2 separate regions of the Mus musculus genome follow, and region 2 is linked to region 1. A link is a contact called in public HiChIP or PLAC-seq data. All regions are on one chromosome and are shown on one strand. Each heading gives the region's core, a stretch centred on a gene start, on an enhancer-like site or on the middle of the called end of the contact. The rest is flanking DNA. Distances are from core to core; before and after follow the strand shown. Region 1 overlaps Vti1a (vesicle transport through interaction with t-SNAREs 1A). Region 2 overlaps Tcf7l2 (transcription factor 7 like 2, T cell specific, HMG box).

Evidence for each region. HiChIP or PLAC-seq counts read pairs in DNA pulled down with a chosen protein or histone mark.
Region 2: a CTCF HiChIP or PLAC-seq map of the NIH/3T3 cell line shows a contact between it and region 1, with 5 read pairs. The contact joins two enhancer-like sites. A contact is called at or near these places in 2 of 15 datasets of contacts at CTCF or cohesin (the NIH/3T3 cell line and large pre-B cells), 1 of 484 Hi-C or Micro-C datasets (embryonic fibroblasts), 2 of 115 datasets of contacts at active chromatin or transcription factors (bone marrow-derived macrophages and large pre-B cells) and 1 of 9 other capture datasets (embryonic stem cells).

Annotation. Positions count from the first base shown.
Region 1 is chr19:55,325,697-55,329,338 of GRCm38.p6, forward strand. Vti1a (vesicle transport through interaction with t-SNAREs 1A) reads left to right here. Exons shown (of 8, transcript NM_016862.4): 3 at 2,650-2,760. Among named protein-coding and RNA genes, the nearest start is that of Vti1a, 11 kb to the left of the region's middle. Within about 2 kb of position 2,030, at least 20 of the 459 cell types and tissues checked have an H3K27ac peak or open chromatin away from gene starts, as enhancers often do. A contact at or near this core is called in the NIH/3T3 cell line, where this site is marked.
Region 2 is chr19:55,793,825-55,797,153 of GRCm38.p6, forward strand. All of the region lies in intron 4 of Tcf7l2 (transcription factor 7 like 2, T cell specific, HMG box), which reads left to right. Among named protein-coding and RNA genes, the nearest start is that of Gm31734, 52 kb to the left of the region's middle. Within about 2 kb of position 1,762, at least 46 of the 459 cell types and tissues checked have an H3K27ac peak or open chromatin away from gene starts, as enhancers often do. A contact at or near this core is called in the NIH/3T3 cell line, where this site is marked.

The sequences.
Region 1 (3,642 bases), core at 780-3,279:
TTGTCTCTCCAACCCTGAAAAACACTTTAAGATACAGGCAGAGCAAGACCTTTCCTAAAAGGACTCTAACATCACAGAATATAATTCCAAAGACTGACAGAGAAGATTACATGAAGTTAGTCACATGGCAAAGAAATAAGTCCTAGAGTGATGAGACCACTGACAGGACGGGAGGAAATCTTTGAGCTGTACTTCAGATGGGTTGGGAGAGGCTACTATGTAGGAAATACAAAACACTGCAAAAATTGGACACAAGAAAAATAAATCTAGTCAAAAGACAGGCTAGTAAGAAGCGCTCCAGATCCTTCCCCATCAGGGAAATGCAAACCGAAACAACTGCGGGCTCCATTTCACCTGGTCAGTGTGGCTGACGTCAGAGGACAGCAGGGCAGGGCAGTGGCAAAAGATGTAATCTCAAGAAGGGTCAGGAGGATCGAAGATTCAAACACCATCCTCTCCTCAGGTACAAGTTCAAGCCCAGCCTGGAAACAATATAAGAAATAAAACAACAACAACAAATCCCTCAAACTCAAAAAGGTAGCCAATACTGTCAAGGTTCTAAGGAGAAAGAACCTGTCTCTGCTGTCATGGGCGGAAACTTGCAGAGGCATGTGGGAGTCACTGTGGGGGTTCTTAAACCACTAAAGGTAGACACGCCGGATGGCGCAGAGACGCCACCGCTGCATAGGCCCCCGGACTTATGTGCTGCCACAGGGATACTTACACATCCATGTTTACTGCTACACTGTGCACAGAGGCTAAGCCATGGAAGCAGCCTAATGCCTACCCACTTACAGATGGATAGAAAGACGGAATCATGACATTTGCAGGGAAGTGGATGGAACTGGGAACCGTTATGCTAAGTGGAAATAGGCCAGACCCAGAAACACAAAGATTTCTTGGTTTCTTTTCCTCGTAGCGCCTAGATTTGAGAGAAAAGGCGTGTGGGGAGAGGGGGATGCAACAGACGAGGGAGGTGACTATGAACAGTGTTGTGTTCCTAAGGGCATGGGAAAGAAAGAGGGGTAATTGAGCACATGGGACATGAGAGGAGACAGAGTAATGGGGGAGTCGGCCAGCAGGAGGGAGACAGGGCTCGGACAGGCAAGAACAAAGTGTGCACGAGTGCGCCACATTACAACCCTGTTTGTATGCTCACTTAAGAACGGAGACACAGAAGCAGGAGACAGTGCTGACAGCAGAGAAGTACTTTTAAATGCTTGGCAAGTGACGAGCTGCATCAGTTACATGATCACTCTTTGAAAAGGGCTAATTAAAAGTATCTTATTTTCTCATGAGTACCTATCTTAACTACAACTGTTTTTTTTTTTTTTTGACCATCTGTATTCTACTGTAGTTATTCAGTCTCATGATAAGCTTGTATTGGTCATGAACTAATGTGTTGGAATGCTCTCAGAAGCAAATGCATTGCTGTGTTTTTCCTTGGAAGTTAATGGCATAGTTAGTCTGGGCCAATTTGTTCTTGTTCCTGGCTTTCCTTCTTTTATGTATACATTAGCTCTCAGGCTGGAGAGATGGCTCAGGGGTTAAGAGCATTGGTTGTTCTTCCAGAGGTCCTGAGTTCAATTCCTAGCAACCAAATAGTGGCTCACAACCATCTATAATGAGGTCTGATGCCTTCCCTCTTCTGGCATGCAGGTGTACATGCAGATAGAGCAGTCATATCCATAATATAAATAAATCTTAAAAAAAAAAAACCGAAAACAGATTAGCTCTCTACTACCTCCTAGAGAGCTTGCTCTATTTCGTTGTAACCCTGAGTTACTGTTAATCTAGGGATGTATGTTCTAAGTACATTAGGGATCACTCAGGTCATTTTCATTGGTTGAAACAGTTTATTCTTAGAGGTGAGAAAAACAAGGCAGAATATCATTAAGACCTCTGTTCAAGCCCCATGGCTGGTGAGTTGTGGTGCCTATAATGTGAACAGAGCCTCCCCACAGAGCCTGGGCTCTGAATCATCATTGCATGTCTCTGTTGGCATCTTAAACGCTCATGTGCTATATCCAAAGCGTTACAGGATGACAGATGGCTAAAGCATGCCCTATCGTGATTTCGGTGAGCAGGGTGTGGCTAGCATATTGCTGTATCCATTTATCTCCTCATCAGTGAGTGTGGTTGAGTGTGTAAGGGTTAGGCTGCTCACATGTTGTTTGTGTGTGATTTTCCTAACTAGGAAAGACTTTCTCAGAGAGATTCCCTCACATGTCCAAGTCACAGGAAACAGTCTCCTGTCATTCTGGACTCATGGTCAGAAAACTGGATCAGGTTGGACTGAACACTGGGTTGCTTCCAGGATACTAAGAACAAATGAATGAAGGGGTTTGAATAATGCACATGTTTCCCAAAACAAACTCTTGCTGAAGCACACAGCTTGGCAGCCCTGTCGTTCTCTCGCTGCTTCCCAAGCCAGCCAGGAAGTGAGCATTAAAGCAGTCCCAATGTCACTGGCAGGGAGTGAGCATTAAAGCAGTCTCAATGTCCCAATGTCACTGGTAGGGAGCAGCTGGCACTGTGGCTCTGCTTCCTCAGCTGTGCACTGAGGAGTTAGAATCCAGTCCTTTTAGCTATACATTTGGGCAAATAAAGAATGCTAATGGGGTTCACATTTTTCTCTTTCCACTTTAGCTTGAACAGATGGATTTGGAAGTTCGAGAAATTCCACCCCAAAGTCGAGGAATGTATAGCAACAGGATGAGAAGCTACAAGCAAGAAATGGGGAAACTGGAAACGGATTTTGTGAGTTCAGTTCTGCCCTCTCTCATCCCTAGAGTGTTTAGCGTGCTTTTGCTTCATTTCTTTGCTGTTTCCTCCCCGTGCCTTGGTCAGCATTAAATGAGCAGTCTTGGGCTCCTGCAGAAGATGAGCAGCAGATCTTTGTAGGACTTGGAGGTCTCAGCAGTTGGAGGTAGCAATGATGGGGTTTGGGGGACACGGCTCTTGCTAGTACCAAGTCACTCAGTCCTTTTTCTACATGGTACTTGCTAGTACTTAGCATTGGTTAGAATTTCAAAACCTAGTTTTCCAGTCCTTTATAGTTCCTGGGCCTGAGAGGATGTCTCAGTAGGTCAGATGCCATACAAGCATGAAGACCGAACTTTGGAATTCCCACAGTCATGCAAACAACTGGGCAAGGTTGTGCATGTCTCTCGTCCTGGCAATCTGTGTGTGTGTGAGTGAGTGTGTGTGTGTGTGAGTGTGTGTGAGTGTGTGTGTGTGTGTGTGTGAGTGTGAGTGTGTGTGTGTGTGTGTGTGTGTGTGAGTGTGAGCGAGTGGAGGGGGATCAGGGAATGGAGAGGGAAGATCCTTACAGCTGGCCAGCCATCCTAGCCAATGCTGAACAGCAGGTTCAGTGAGAGATGCTATCCACTTTACAGAAAATTTACTAAAAGAACTATAAAAGCATCATGTTAGAATGACTAATAATGACAGTGGAAAAGACAGCTGAGCAAATCCTACTTCTGAGCCAGGTGGTGGTAGAGCACACATTTAATCCCAGCACTAGGAAAGGCGAGGCAGGTGGATCTCTGAGTTCCAGGCCAGCCTGGTCTATAGAGTGAGTTCTGCCATGGCTACACAGAGAAACTTGGTCTTGAAAACCAAAATCAAAATCAAAACCAA
Region 2 (3,329 bases), core at 512-3,011, 470 kb after region 1:
GGGACAGGGTAACTGCTTTCCTTTCCCTCCTCCTCTGGGGACTCATAATTTGGGGTGCCAGATATCACAGTGTTTATTCTTATGTGGCTGATGCTTGCTGACCAATGGGCCTGGTGAATTGCAGAATCCTGACAAGGAGTGTGGACATGTCAGCCCACAGTGATGAGAGCTGACTCTGGACACTGGCTTCTCTTTGGTTGCTTCTCCCCCTGAATCTGCATGTGTGTTCACAGAGTCTCCTGTTTTCAAACTGACACCCCCTTTTCCAAATGAATGTTGTAACTGGCCTTGGGAAGCCTATGCTTTCTCTGTAAGGTCCCTGAAAATCCTTACCACCTCTTTGGTTGGCACAAGTCAGCCATGATTTTGGCTCTGAAGACCCAACTGCATTCAGTACATATATCCATTGTAGGAAAGGCATCTCCTGCCACCAGTAGACCAGACCTTGTAGAAACTCATTAGGAAATACAAGCTGCCAATTTCCAGGGAGGGATTCTCTTAAACTCTGGGGACACACCCTGGGCACAGAGGAAATGCTCCCTGAAAGTGGCTCCCCTGGGGGAGGTATTGCTCTCCTCCCAGTCCAGCCAGGTGCCCACGTGACTTGGCTGGCAGGGTCTTCACTTTCGTCTGTGCTTAAAGCTGTAAAGGGCCATTGTCAAGTTTGCTTTGCTTCTCGGTTCACGCTCCTTAGAGGATGGTGAATTAAAGATAGCATTCCTGGACCGAACCTTTCATACATTTAAGAAAACCTGTTGCGGCTCCCTGGGGAGAGCCTTGAGGGAGAGATGAAAGGACTTCCCAGCCTGCTCTGGAGCACGGGCTATTCTTCTTTTAGGTAATTAAGGAGACTGTTAAAGATGAGGCATGAGTCCATTTACCTTTCACGTGGGGGTGCTGGTCCTATGACCCATGGACTCTGACCACATCCACAGGCTACAGTGACTCCATTTTCATAGTTTTCCTTTCTAGTTGGCTGGTACCTACTACAGGAGTTTGGAGAATTCCCTATCAGGTCCTATAGGAGCTTGCTTCTGTGATTGTTGTTTGATGCCATTTGCTGGGCCAAGACAGCCAGGCAAGTTTCATTACCTGTAAGAACAGATGTGAGAAAGCTCATTGTCTCTGTAGTTCTTTGTGGCAGTGGCTGTAACTTATGGACACCTCTGGCCTTCCATGAGTTAGAATCAGGGTTCCCTCAATTTTCAGAACATCAGAATCACTTGAGTTTTTCCTTGTGTGCCCGAGTATGTGTGTGTGTGTGTGTGTGTTTGCATGCGAACACGCACGCATGTGTGAGCGAATTAGGCATGGAAGTGGAGGTTAATGGATAACTTGGAGTTAATTTTCTCCTTCCACTGTTTGGTTTCTGGGGATCAAATTTAGATCATCTGGTTTACCTGCTGGTTCATTTTGCCTGCCTTGGGGGATATTTTATTTTTTATTACTTTTATTTATTTATGTGTGTGTGTGTGTGTGTGTGTGTGTGTGTGTGTGTGTGTGCCCATGGAGACAGGAAGAGGGCATCAGATCCTCTGGAACGGTTGTGAGCTATCTGACTTGGATACTGGGAACTGAACTGAGGTCCTCTGCAAGAGTAGCTAACCATCTTAACTACTGAGTCTTATCTGCAGGCCCTGGAGAGCTTTTTATAGCAATTCAATGCTCTGGTTCCTGATGGAGGAATCAGGCATGTTCTCTGGGTGAGCCTGAACGTTGTAAAGCACTCACCGGGATAGCTAAGAGCTGAGTCATTAGCACTCCAAGTGACTAAGCTAAGAGACTCCTCCTAGCACTTTTCATAATTGTCTTAGACTTCAGGGAGCGAGACGGGACAGACTCATTTTATAAGTGATGCAGCTGAAATTAAGAGAAGTTTAAGACCTCGACCAAAGCTATCGAGTTAGTCAGGAGTGGAAGGTAGCTTTGAATCTGATGTTGCTGCCTATCTTGAAGAAACCGAGATTCGGCTAATACTTGATGGTTAAGGACCTGGAGGGGTAGAGTGGGAATTGGTGTTTCTGTGGTACCTGAATTTGGCAGATAAGTAGTAACTTTCTGACTGAGCAGAAGGCAGGCATTGACAAATGCTTGGGGCTCCAAGCAAGAAGATGCCGGTCAACCAAGAGAATGTCTTTACGTCTGCGCACTGCCTAACTCTCTGCTACCTCAACTCTGAGGCCCAGGCCTAGGCCTGGGAGAAGCCTGCATTTCTCCTACACTCTGTAGTTGCTGTTATGGCACCTTGCTTGTGAGACTTTCGTTAGTGGCCCCCATACTTTGCCACCCAGCTGTCCAGGTTGCACCGTGTTCCATTAAGTCAGACTGTTTGGAGAAAGGCCTCCAGGCATCAGTGGCATTTATGGGGTTCCCCAGTTCTTCTATGGCTGCTTTTAGAGAGTGGGGTAGGCCTGGCTGTTTGAATTTTCACCATGGCTGACTGCTCCACCATAAACAAGGGGGCCAGACTGAAGGTGGGCTCCAAAAGCATTGCCTGCTTTCTGCATTTGCTGATGTTTGTTGATGGCCTGTGGTGGGCAGGGACTGGTCTGGGAGGATGGGGCTCGGGATCCAGTAGGTGCTGCCTGGATGATGATCTGAACTTGCAGGTGAGGGCATGGGAAAGGAAGAAAGGCAAGAGGTGATTGCAGAAGTGCCGTAGGAAGGAGATATAAGGACCTTGGAATTACAGGTAATTTGGTCAGGACCCAAACTGAAATTTCTCTTCTCTATGATGAAAGGGCTTGCTGGGTGTCGAGCTGGCAGAGGGTCCATTAACTTGTAGCCAGGCCTTTCAGAAGCCCTGTCATTTACATATGAGCACCCGCCTAGCTCAGCTGTTCATTTCTGCACTTAAGAATTTATCTAGGGAATATCTGCCTTGTGAATTTGGGGGTTCGAGTAAGTGCTCGAGGGGAGAACCCAGGCACTTTGCTCCTGTGTAACCCTGGTCTTCAGCTTACCTCATGCATGACTGTCTGACTAATCTGTGGCAAGGAGAACATGCGGAAGCCCCATGCGTGCTTAGGTGTCTCTCTCTCTCTGGTTCCCATGTTTTGCTGAAACTTGGAGGCAAAAACCAGTTCTCTCTGCATGTGAGAACAGGTGTGTGCACCAGAGGGATGGACTTAGAGGAGCCTGGCCTGTCAGTAGCAGCTTGGTAGATAAGGCATGACCGGTTTCTGGATGGGCCTGAAGGTGGTGAAACTCCTTACTGCATATTCCCCTCCCAACACTCTATGACCCCCTAGCTGTAAAACCCCACCCTTGGGTATAGCATGGGTCTCAGGTCTAGGGTGCCTCCCTAAGAGGGTCCTTCACCGATAATT